2 separate regions of the Oryzias latipes genome follow, and region 1 is linked to region 2. The links are chromatin contacts, called in public Hi-C maps. All regions are on one chromosome and are shown on one strand. Each heading gives the region's core, a stretch centred on a gene start, on an enhancer-like site or on the middle of the called end of the contact. The rest is flanking DNA. Distances are from core to core; before and after follow the strand shown. Region 1 holds the start of LOC101162865 (neurocalcin-delta A). Region 2 overlaps LOC101162314 (DNA-binding protein inhibitor ID-4).

What was found. Hi-C and Micro-C count contacts between places; a contact is called where the count stands out from the background.
Region 1: a Hi-C map of embryo shows a contact between it and region 2, with 2.1 times the contacts expected there. The contact joins the promoter of LOC101162865 here to the enhancer-like site in region 2. A contact is called at or near these places in 3 of 5 Hi-C or Micro-C datasets (embryo and fibroblasts).

What each region holds. Positions count from the first base shown.
Region 1 is chr16:5,793,224-5,798,147 of ASM223467v1, reverse strand. LOC101162865 (neurocalcin-delta A) reads right to left here and starts at 2,662. Exons shown (of 6, transcript XM_011484877.3): 1 at 2,554-2,662.
Region 2 is chr16:5,730,931-5,736,019 of ASM223467v1, reverse strand. All of the region lies in intron 2 of LOC101162314 (DNA-binding protein inhibitor ID-4), which reads right to left. Among protein-coding and RNA genes, the nearest start is that of LOC101162314, 5.9 kb to the right of the region's middle. Within about 2 kb of position 1,564, at least 2 of the 8 cell types and tissues checked have an H3K27ac peak or open chromatin away from gene starts, as enhancers often do. A contact at or near this core is called in embryo, where this site is marked.

The sequences.
Region 1 (4,924 bases), core at 1,413-3,912, 61 kb before region 2:
TAGACCATTTCTGATAGTGATGAAGTCTTTTTTGGTAAAATAAAATGCTGATACTATTAGTGACTCAAAATGGGGGGGGGGCAACGCTTTTTGTCTCCCCCTGTAGCTCCGCCCCTGATATTAATATTGCTTCTGGCACACAAGCTAAAAGTCAGGTTTTTCTGTTCTTGCTGCATAAATAAAGTTTATCCTGAAAAAAGATTAAAGTACTTTAAGCAGGCATTACATTTTCAAAATTCGTCTTACTTGTTGACCTGCCTGTCTGCTGACAGGAGCAGGTAACGGACCAATCACACACGCTTCACTGAGGAACCCAAAGCAGGCCGTCAGCACGAGAGCTTCCCTGCTCGCTCCGATGATGCTAAGCCAGCTGTCACCGAGCAGCCAGTACCAGATCGAGAGGTGAAAAGAACAGGGACATTTCACAAAAACTCTCCTGCTGTCACATAACAAATGTATTATTTCCTCTCAACTTCTATCAGAGTTGGAGATGCTTGTCTGATTAAATGTTCCATCTATCAATTTTCTTAACTCACTGTATCTCTTTAGGGGTCACGGGGATGCCGGAGCCTATCCCGGCTACTGTTGGGCGAGGGTGGGGTACACTCTGGACAGGTCAGCAGTCTGTAGCAAGGCTACACAATCCTGATTAAACGTTTAAAAAAATAATATTTAAAAAAACAAATGACAGCAAGCTATTGTCGAAGTCAATTTAAGATGAAATGAATCCTGCAAATCTATTCTGAATAACGTTGATGAAAATGATCATATCAATAATCTGTTTGACAGCAGGACAATAAGTTTTATTGTGATTTCTTAGGTTTAATCAGTTCTGATCATTTTATCCACAACAGTAAGTTTACGTTTTTCCTCTGGCTAATGCTGTAGCAACCAGATGAACCCAAAGAGGTCTGGACTTTCTGAGCTGTCAGTGCTCCCTGGTGGTCAGAGCAGATTCTTCTGTACTTCCTCTATTGTTGACTGGAGTCTACCTGCTGCAGCTGTATCTGTCTGTGTAAAGAGAACAAATGTGACATTTCTGCATCTGGCTGCAGGGATGACCTGTGACCTCAGGCTCAACATCTGGCTGCAGGAATGACCTGTGACCTCAGGCTCAACATCTGCCTGCAGGGATGACCTGTGAACTCAGGCTCAACATCTGGCTGCAGGGATGACCTGTGACCTTAAGCTCAACATCTGCCTGCAGGGATGACCTGTGACCTTAAGCTCAACATCTGGCTGCAGGAAAGACCTGTGACCTCAGGCTCAACATCTGGCTGCAGGGATGACCTGTGACCTTAAGCTCAACATCTGCCTGCAGGGATGACCTGTGACCTTAAGCTCAACATCTGCCTGCAGGGATGACCTGTGACCTTAAGCTCAACATCTGGCTGCAGGAAAGACCTGTGACCTCAGGCTCAACATCTGGCTGCAGGGATGACCTGTGACCTTAAGCTCAACATCTGGCTGCAGGAATGACCTGTGACCTCAGGCTCAACATCTGCCTGCAGGGATGACCTGTGACCTTAAGCTCAACATCTGGCTGCAGGAAAGACCTGTGACCTCAGGCTCAACATCTGGCTGCAGGGATGACCTGTGACCTTAAGCTCAACATCTGCCTGCAGGGATGACCTGTGACCTTAAGCTCAACATCTGGCTGCAGGAAAGACCTGTGACCTCAGGCTCAACATCTGGCTGCAGGGATGACCTGTGACCTTAAGCTCAACATCTGGCTGCAGGAATGACCTGTGACCTCAGGCTCAACATCTGCCTGCAGGGATGACCTGTGACCTTAAGCTCAACATCTGGCTGCAGGAAAGACCTGTGACCTCAGGCTCAACATCTGGCTGCAGGGATGACCTGTGACCTTAAGCTCAACATCTGCCTGCAGGGATGACCTGTGACCTTAAGCTCAACATCTGCCTGCAGGGATGACCTGTGACCTTAAGCTCAACATCTGGCTGCAGGAAAGACCTGTGACCTCAGGCTCAACATCTGGCTGCAGGGATGACCTGTGACCTTAAGCTCAACATCTGGCTGCAGGAATGACCTGTGACCTCAGGCTCAACATCTGCCTGCAGGGATGACCTGTGACCTTAAGCTCAACATCTGGCTGCAGGAATGACCTGTGACCTCAGGCTCAACATCTGGCTGCAGGGATGACCTGGGACCTCGGGCTTTACCTGCAAACCCCCTCCACCTTCACCCAGCAGAAAATGCCTCTCAAAGACTCGATGCTTTCAGAGGTGAATTCACCAAAGCTCTGAAGAACGAGCCAAATGTGTGCAAATGTGTCAGTGTAGTAACATGTATTACCACGGTGTGTTAAAGTAAAACACACCTGGCTTCGTCAGCTCACGTGCAGGGTTAGTGGAAGTTGACGGCTGTCCACCAGGATGCTCTGTCTGTCAGGGTAGACGGAATCAACCAACAACCGTGTTTTTACGGCCGCTTTCGTTTTACAGTTGCAACTTCTTCAAGTGGTTCGACACTGGTTTGTCCCAGCAGCCGTAAATGCGACAATAGCGGTTCGGACGGAGACACGCTGCTCACCTGCAGCCGTTTGCCTGTCGGGGAGGACGCCGCGGCTCTTCGTTCACCTGGAAATCAGCAAACTGATGACCAGCGCTACGCTTCACGCACCCACAAGTGTCAGTGCGTGCAGAGGAACGCACAGTAAACGTTCTGCGCGGGAAGAGGGGTGACTCGTGTTTAAAAAATGCGTTACTGCTCAAACAAGAAAAACAGCGACAACGAATACCCATTATCCGTAACATTTGCATTATTAGATAACAAAACTCCTTTTTTATTTGTCTGTCAGAGCTTAGATTTTTTGGGGTTATTAATATATGTTTTCGTGTTCACATAAATTGTAGTTGGCTGGAATAAAAAGCAGAGTGAGGCTCTGTCTGATGCTCTTCTTCAGGCACGATCTGCGTGACGTTATTTTCTACCGTTGATTCTTTGCGCCGCCCAGTGGACAGATGATAAAAATGCCATTTCTGGATGTAAAATAAAGTAAGTGGTAATAAAACAGTCAGACAGGCAGAGTCTCTACATCAGAGGTGTTCTAACTTTTGGCAAAGAAGACCAGATTTAGTGATGTGTAAATGTGTGGGGCCAGCATTCAGCCTGCGTTCTTTGAACCCTGATAATGATATTAAATGCAAATAATTATTTAATTGATTTTTTTTTGCAATAGCATACTTTTTCATTTCTTTACATATTTCATAAATATATCCAAAGACCTTTTTTTCTCTTTGTAACCCTTGTGCTATCATAGGCAATTTAACGTTGGGAGTTGGGTCATCTAGACCCACTAGACAGTGCCCTGACCCTTTTTATTTAGTGATTTGTGATCTTCACTGGTGTCCATGGATTACATGAACTCTTTCCACCTTTATCCACCTTTGTCATGGTAAGAATAACACGTCAAAGTAAGGGTGGGGTCATCTAAGATAGCACAAGGGTTAAAACAACAATACTGTGAATGGGCTGCACAGTGGAGCAGTGGTTAGCGCTCTTGCCAGTTCAAAGAACACCAATGGGGGACTTTTCTGTGTGGAGTTTGCATGTTCTTCCTGTGCATGCATGTTTTTTTCCTGGGGACTCCAGCTTCCTCCCACCGTCTAAAAACATGCTTCATAGGTTTATTGGTTATTCTAAATTGTTTCTAGGTGTGAGTGTGAGTGTGAATGGGTGTGTGATTGTGGCCCTGCTACAGACTGGCGACCTGTCCAGGAGGTCCCGTGCCTTCGCGCACAAGTGGGATAGGCTCCAGCAGCCCCGTGACCCCAAAACGGACAAAATGGATTTAGAAGATGAAGTACTGTTAAATTTGCATTTGAAGACCAGAAATAAAATGAAAAAATGCCTGTCTGGGAAAAGAAAACCTCTGTCAACATTTAATCTAGCTTAACATAAAAGGTCAAATATTATTCATTATTAAATGCTCATAAAGTTATACATGTCAACTACAGTTATTCATTCATCTTCTAAACCCATTTAGTCCCTTTCCAGTGCTACTGGAGCCTATCCTGGCCACTCGTGGGCGAGGGCAGGGTACATCCTGGACAGGTCGCCAGTCTGTCGCAGGGCCACACAAGTCACATTCTATCCTAGCATGTTTATGATGGTGGGAGGAAGCTGGAGTCCCCGGAGAAAACCCACAAATGCACGGGGAGAACATGCAAACTCCACACAGAAAGGTCCCCCAATGGCGTTCTGTTTGCTTGGACTTGAACTGCAAATTCTTTTGGTCATTAAGGAACATTCTTCCTACCAAAGGAACTTTAGGAGGCCAAACAGATGTTTGTGTTAAGTTAAAGATCCACTTGTATCATCTTTTGATTCATTTTCAAGTGTTCCCAGTGGTCTTTTAATTATAATTATGCAATTAATTTGCAAAAATAAAAGACCTTTGTCATTTTCTAGGACATAGTTTCTGGAGAGCGGCAGGAGTTCATTAGAAATTCACCTCTGAGTTGTGGGCGGGACTGCTGGTGGAAAGGAAGCCTGCGTCCATTTTCCATCAACCCTTTGTTTACACGCTCTCCCACACCTTCCCAGAATGGGAAGGTGTGTCCAAACCTTTGGTCTGTACTGTATATGTTCTCCATCATCAGAAAAAAGCCACAAGAACATGTTAAAAACGTCAAAAGAACAATTTTCATTGGAGTGGGTCCTTAACCCACGTTCAGTGGGTGCTGTTGACCATCCTGTTTCCCTGACAATGCTTAGTTTTGTTGAAACCAGTCTATACGAAACAGTTTTAATCCAATTTTATCGAAGGAAACAAGTAGAAGAAGTTTTTGTCACAGCACAACTCAAGGTGCATTTGTGTTTAGTAAATATCCAGACCTTTATATCTTGATATTTGGTTCATGCGGCTCGCAGCAAGTTTTAATTGGTTCAAAGTTTGAGT
Region 2 (5,089 bases), core at 315-2,814:
TTAGTCACACAGCTCATCAGATGGAGGCTACGCGCTTACACACCGGATCTTATGCAAAATTATTATAGAAACTTTTGTGGCAGAATCGTTAAAATAATTGAATGGGAATGAATATAGTTAGAATTATAGGGTGAAAATATCTCATAATGTTTCAATGAAAAGCATTTTAAATTTCCTTCCTGGGTTTAGCATGGAGAAAGGCAGAAGCAAAGATATGAGTTGAAGTGTCAGAATAGACTCAATCCAGTACACAACAGTTTAAAATTACAGACAAAAAAAATCTTGTTTTGCGCTCAGTGTTTTTTTTCACAATGTAGAAATATTAGCAGACTACAGTCAGTGCATAAAATGATCTCATTTTAATCTCTGCTCTCATCGCACGAGATGACGGACAAAAATCACAAAGAGCTCAAGGTTTACTCCCTAACATTTTAAATGATCCAAATCAAAATGATTACAGCTGGTTATTAAATCTATATGAAACTGAAACATCACAGTGAAATAAAAGTTTTCTATTTCCAAATATAATATTAATAAAGTAATTATTCACTGTCTTCATTTTTCATCTCAGGCACCAATGTGATTTCTGTTCAGGGAGGCAGTTTTTCCTCAGGCGGCAGCTGAAATAAAAATCCCATTTTCACTTAGTGTTTCCATTTAGAGAAAAGATTCATCTGTGGAAATCTGATTGGTCAGATTAGAATTCTAAACATCAGAAATTCAGTCTCTTAATGTTCTGTTTGTCTCCTTCATCAAAGTCCGAAAAACATCTCTGGTTTTGAGTGAAGCTTTTTAAAGATGCTGGAGGACAGAAACCACCAGCGGTTTTTGTTTTCCAATCAGCTGGTCCATCCCTGCCGGCACTGAAGATGCGTCTGAAGAAGGTGGACAGCGACTTTTGCTTTGGAAGCGGAAAGGAACGATTGAAAGGCCACTGAAGTCCCTAATTTTGAGATGTTTGTGTCAGAGGGAGGCTGGAAAACTATGATTTTTGCTCTTCATGCAGGATGTTGCAGATTGGAAACGTAAATGTTTGCTGTTCTGATGCTGCAAAGCCATTGAATATTTTTGCTTTGTTTAATTAACATTTCAGGCGTAATTTTGTTGAATGTTTGCATACACAGCAGGCCTGGATCAACAATAGGCAGCAGCAGTTAGGTGGGTTTAAACAGGCAACAGGGAATTTGGATGGAAAGCGTGCCAAAATGTGTCCACGCGTGACTTGAAAAGACAGTTTCCTCTCACAAACGTGCCACTTTGTTTCCTTTTTGAGGCAAAGACGTGTAAATGAAGCCCTGTTAATTAAGCTGATTAGATGAACAGAAACCTGTTTGATTGGAGGCAGTTGGAGCCCTTCCGCTCTGATGCAGCAGCGGTATTTAACGCCATATTGCCCTTCTGATGGCTGCACCTCAGGGTCATGTTCTGTGACATGGTTGTTGTCCCGGTGCCACCCTCACATGCACACGCCCCTGCGCACACACACAGATCCTTTAAGGGCTTGGCAGACCCCTGGTTCCCCCTCGCTAATCACCGTGTCCCGCGGTGGAGGGGGTGGCGTCCTGCCGAACAGCTTGGTGTTTGTCTGAGATCTCATTTCAGTAATTCATCGTTCGTCTCTTGGGAGCCTGGCTGGCATGGGTGATGCCAAGTCCTCCCTCCTCACCCCCCACCCCCCCTCGCTTTAACCCCACTCTTCCTTTCGTGGCAGCTTTTGTCCTTTTCCTCTTTTTCACTCCCGCTGTTGTGGTTCGTTGTCATGAAAGAGGCTGTGGCTGAAGCCTAGCTGGAGGGCGTACACACATTCACTGTCCTGAGCTGCTCTGATTGCTGCTTCAGGCTTGAATCTGACAGTCTGTTTGTCTTTTTCCCCCCCAAGTGATTTAAAATGAGCCAAAGGAGGGGGCTAAATTAAAATAAAGAAGAATTAATTGTTTTTTGTTGCTTTTTTCTTTTTGAGCCCAAAAAAATGTACCGACAAAAAGTTGCACACAATTATTCCGAACGGTGTCATAAATCAGCTCTCAATAAAAGTTGGTTTGAATACAGAATATACAAAAAGAAAAAAGAAAAAGGTTCATCTGCAGTTTATCTGAATTCCCCACGAAGGAAACATAAGGATTCAGATCCAGTATTGGCCTCCTGCGTAAAACATGGCAGGTTAAATATGTGGGACGCTCTGAGCAGTTTCACAGTACAGAGCTGTCTGAGAGGTACAGATGAACTGCTGCATCTCCCATTTTGTTTATGAGTAAACGGCTGTTGGCGGCAGGCATTTTAAGCTAATAGCTGCTTTAAATAGCTGCAATTAGCAAGAAGCATGAGATATTTAATCACTCTAGACCAATTAGTCTGTAATCAAGTAGTGTCCAAGAGCGAGCACGTTTTTGTCCTCCACTGTTCCTCTGCAAGCAGTCGCCATATATTTCTGTGTGCGGCAGGAAGAGCAGTGATTAACACGCAGGGATATGGGCCCCCGCGGAACTCTGTAATGTGGAGTTAAATCAGAAGGAGAACGAGGCGAGACACCATAGCTAAACCTGTTATTGCAGCTTAACATATGCAGAAGGTTAATTCAAGGCAGAGATGGTGGCGAGCGTCCTCACTTCACGCGTTTGTGTCACACTGAGTCGCTCTAAATTGTGGATCCTCCTCCTTCCACGAGGAAAACAACATGTCCCTTGTTTTTTGGTTGCAGTCATTAGAGTTGAGCTCTGGTGGAAAAGGGATACTGAAACAGAATTCTGTGACACATCACATGGTCCTGGAGAAAACTGACTGATGCACCTTCAGAAAATGCACATCTGTGCAAACATTTGGCTTCAGTTTCATCTCAGTCGTCTCCCTGGATCTGATGCCAGCGATAACGTGCTGAAAGAGGCATTTACGCAGGACCGCTCATGGGGCCGACATGCCTACTGTATCGATTGAGAGTGGAAAACAGGCAGAGCAATGCAGTTTGGCCTCCTTATCAAACTGGATGTGATGCTTTCCCACGATCTGGACCTGAGTGCACACTTGGAGAGGAAGACTGCAGCTAAATGAACTCCGAACTTTTCGACTCAGTCTGTTGGAAAATAACAGCAGAATCCACATGAATCTCTGTCCTGCTGCTCCACTTCTGTCACACACTCAACAGGGATTATTTGCAAAACGCTGCACTGATTATGGCAGAGACACACAGGATGTGCAAGCTAAGAACAAGAAAGTAGAAACTGTGTGTTGACGTATGAATGCAGCAAAGTATATCAGGAGTGCAAACGAATCAGATGTCCGTGAACAGCAACAGTTTGCAGAAACGAAAAAAGACTTGTTATTGTGGTTGCAGCACAGGTCTGCAGTCATGTATCTGCTCTATCACAAAAGGAGATCGTGTTTCCAACGAGAGCGCTCACGTTATAGAATTGGTTTATTGCTCTGTTTCCTTCGAAATTTCTCCCATTTTAAAATTGTCTTTCAGTAAAATAGTGATGACATTTACCACATAACCCTTGTGCTATCTTAGATGACCCCACCCTTGCATTGGCGTGTTGTTTCTACCATGACAAAGGTGGAAAGATTTCTTGTAATCCATGGACACCAGTGAGTTTCACAAATCATTGAAGAAAAAAGGTTTAGCACACTGTCTAGTGGGTCTAGATGACCCAACTCCCAATGTTCAAGTGCCTAGGATAGCACAAGGGTTACAAACCGAGCTTGAACTTTGTACCACAAACAACCATGCAGCGTATAGGACTGCCTGTTAAATGCACTGCCTCCCTTTGTATCTATAGAAATGAGCAGGAGATCCAGGGATGATGTTCTTACAAACAGTGTGGTTTGAGCAGTCGGGCTCCACTGTCTTTAAAGGCCCACTTCGATGAAAATGATGTTTTTATTATTTTTTACATATTCTTTTGGGATTTTTCTCATGATAGAGGACACGGATAAAGAAAATTAGGATTAAAACCACATTTCTGAGAATTTCTTTATTCAAATCCTTGTGAATTAAGGCAGATGAAAAAAATGCTGTTGGAAAAAGAGTCAATTTGTGACGTAGAAAATACACTGGGCAGGCCACAAGACCCCCGCTCCGCTTCATTCGGATGCATTGACACTTTTAGAAGAACCGATTCATGTAGGTTTTTGTTTTCCTCGTCTGAGCTGGAACCTGGATCTAAACTGTCCGGCTGGATAGCTCTCATATTGCTCGCCATTTTTGTTGCACCATGTTAGGCTGGGGTTGTGGGGGGCTTAAAGCTGGCAGGTGAGAGTGTAAACAGAGAGTAATGTAGAGGGGAAAGCGGAGTGGGCTTGCTTTGTGGCAACAGTCCCGCCCACAACTCAAAGGTGAATTTTTAATGAGTTACTGCCGCTCTGCAGGAACTACACAGGTTTTTTTTATTTTTATTTTGGCTAAAAGAAACAATAAATCATCATTAAAAGACCACTGGGAACACTTTCAATGTCCATCAAAAGATGATCGGAGCGGGACTTTAAGCGCATCAGGAAAGTCTGACTGTCTACCTGACCACCTGCGCTTTAACACACTTTTATTTTGGCGGCTCACACACACACTCACTTTTCACATCATGAGGACGGTTCCTGTCAAGGGCATCAAGGCCAGCCAGCGTCTCTCACTGTGGACCATAAACACACACTCTGATGGCTGCAGCAGATAGGGGAGGGCATGCCTTTCAAAGGTGCATGCAGCCCCCACAGGCCGTTTCAGTCATCAGCCCGTCAGTGTTAAACTGCTGCTTTGACCTGCATTCAGCAGGTTGATTTGGAAACAACTAAACGAAGGTCAGGAAGGGGCTGCAGCTTTTTGATTTCAGAAGCAACCATGGTAAAGTCATTCGAGACAGAAAAGCGTTTGCTTAATAAATGCATTTTTTGCTTGCAAGATTATTTTGTAGGAAAGTTAGGAAAGATCAAACCGTTGAACCTTTTTTAGTGTTTCTGCGTTCTTCCTCTTCATGCATAAGCTGAGGCTTTCATAATAATGTTGATATGGTTTTCAGATCTTATCCACACAAACGCAAAACTTTCAGTTCACAGACAATGACTGCACTGATACTTGCATCACAAATGAACAGTTTTTTCTCAT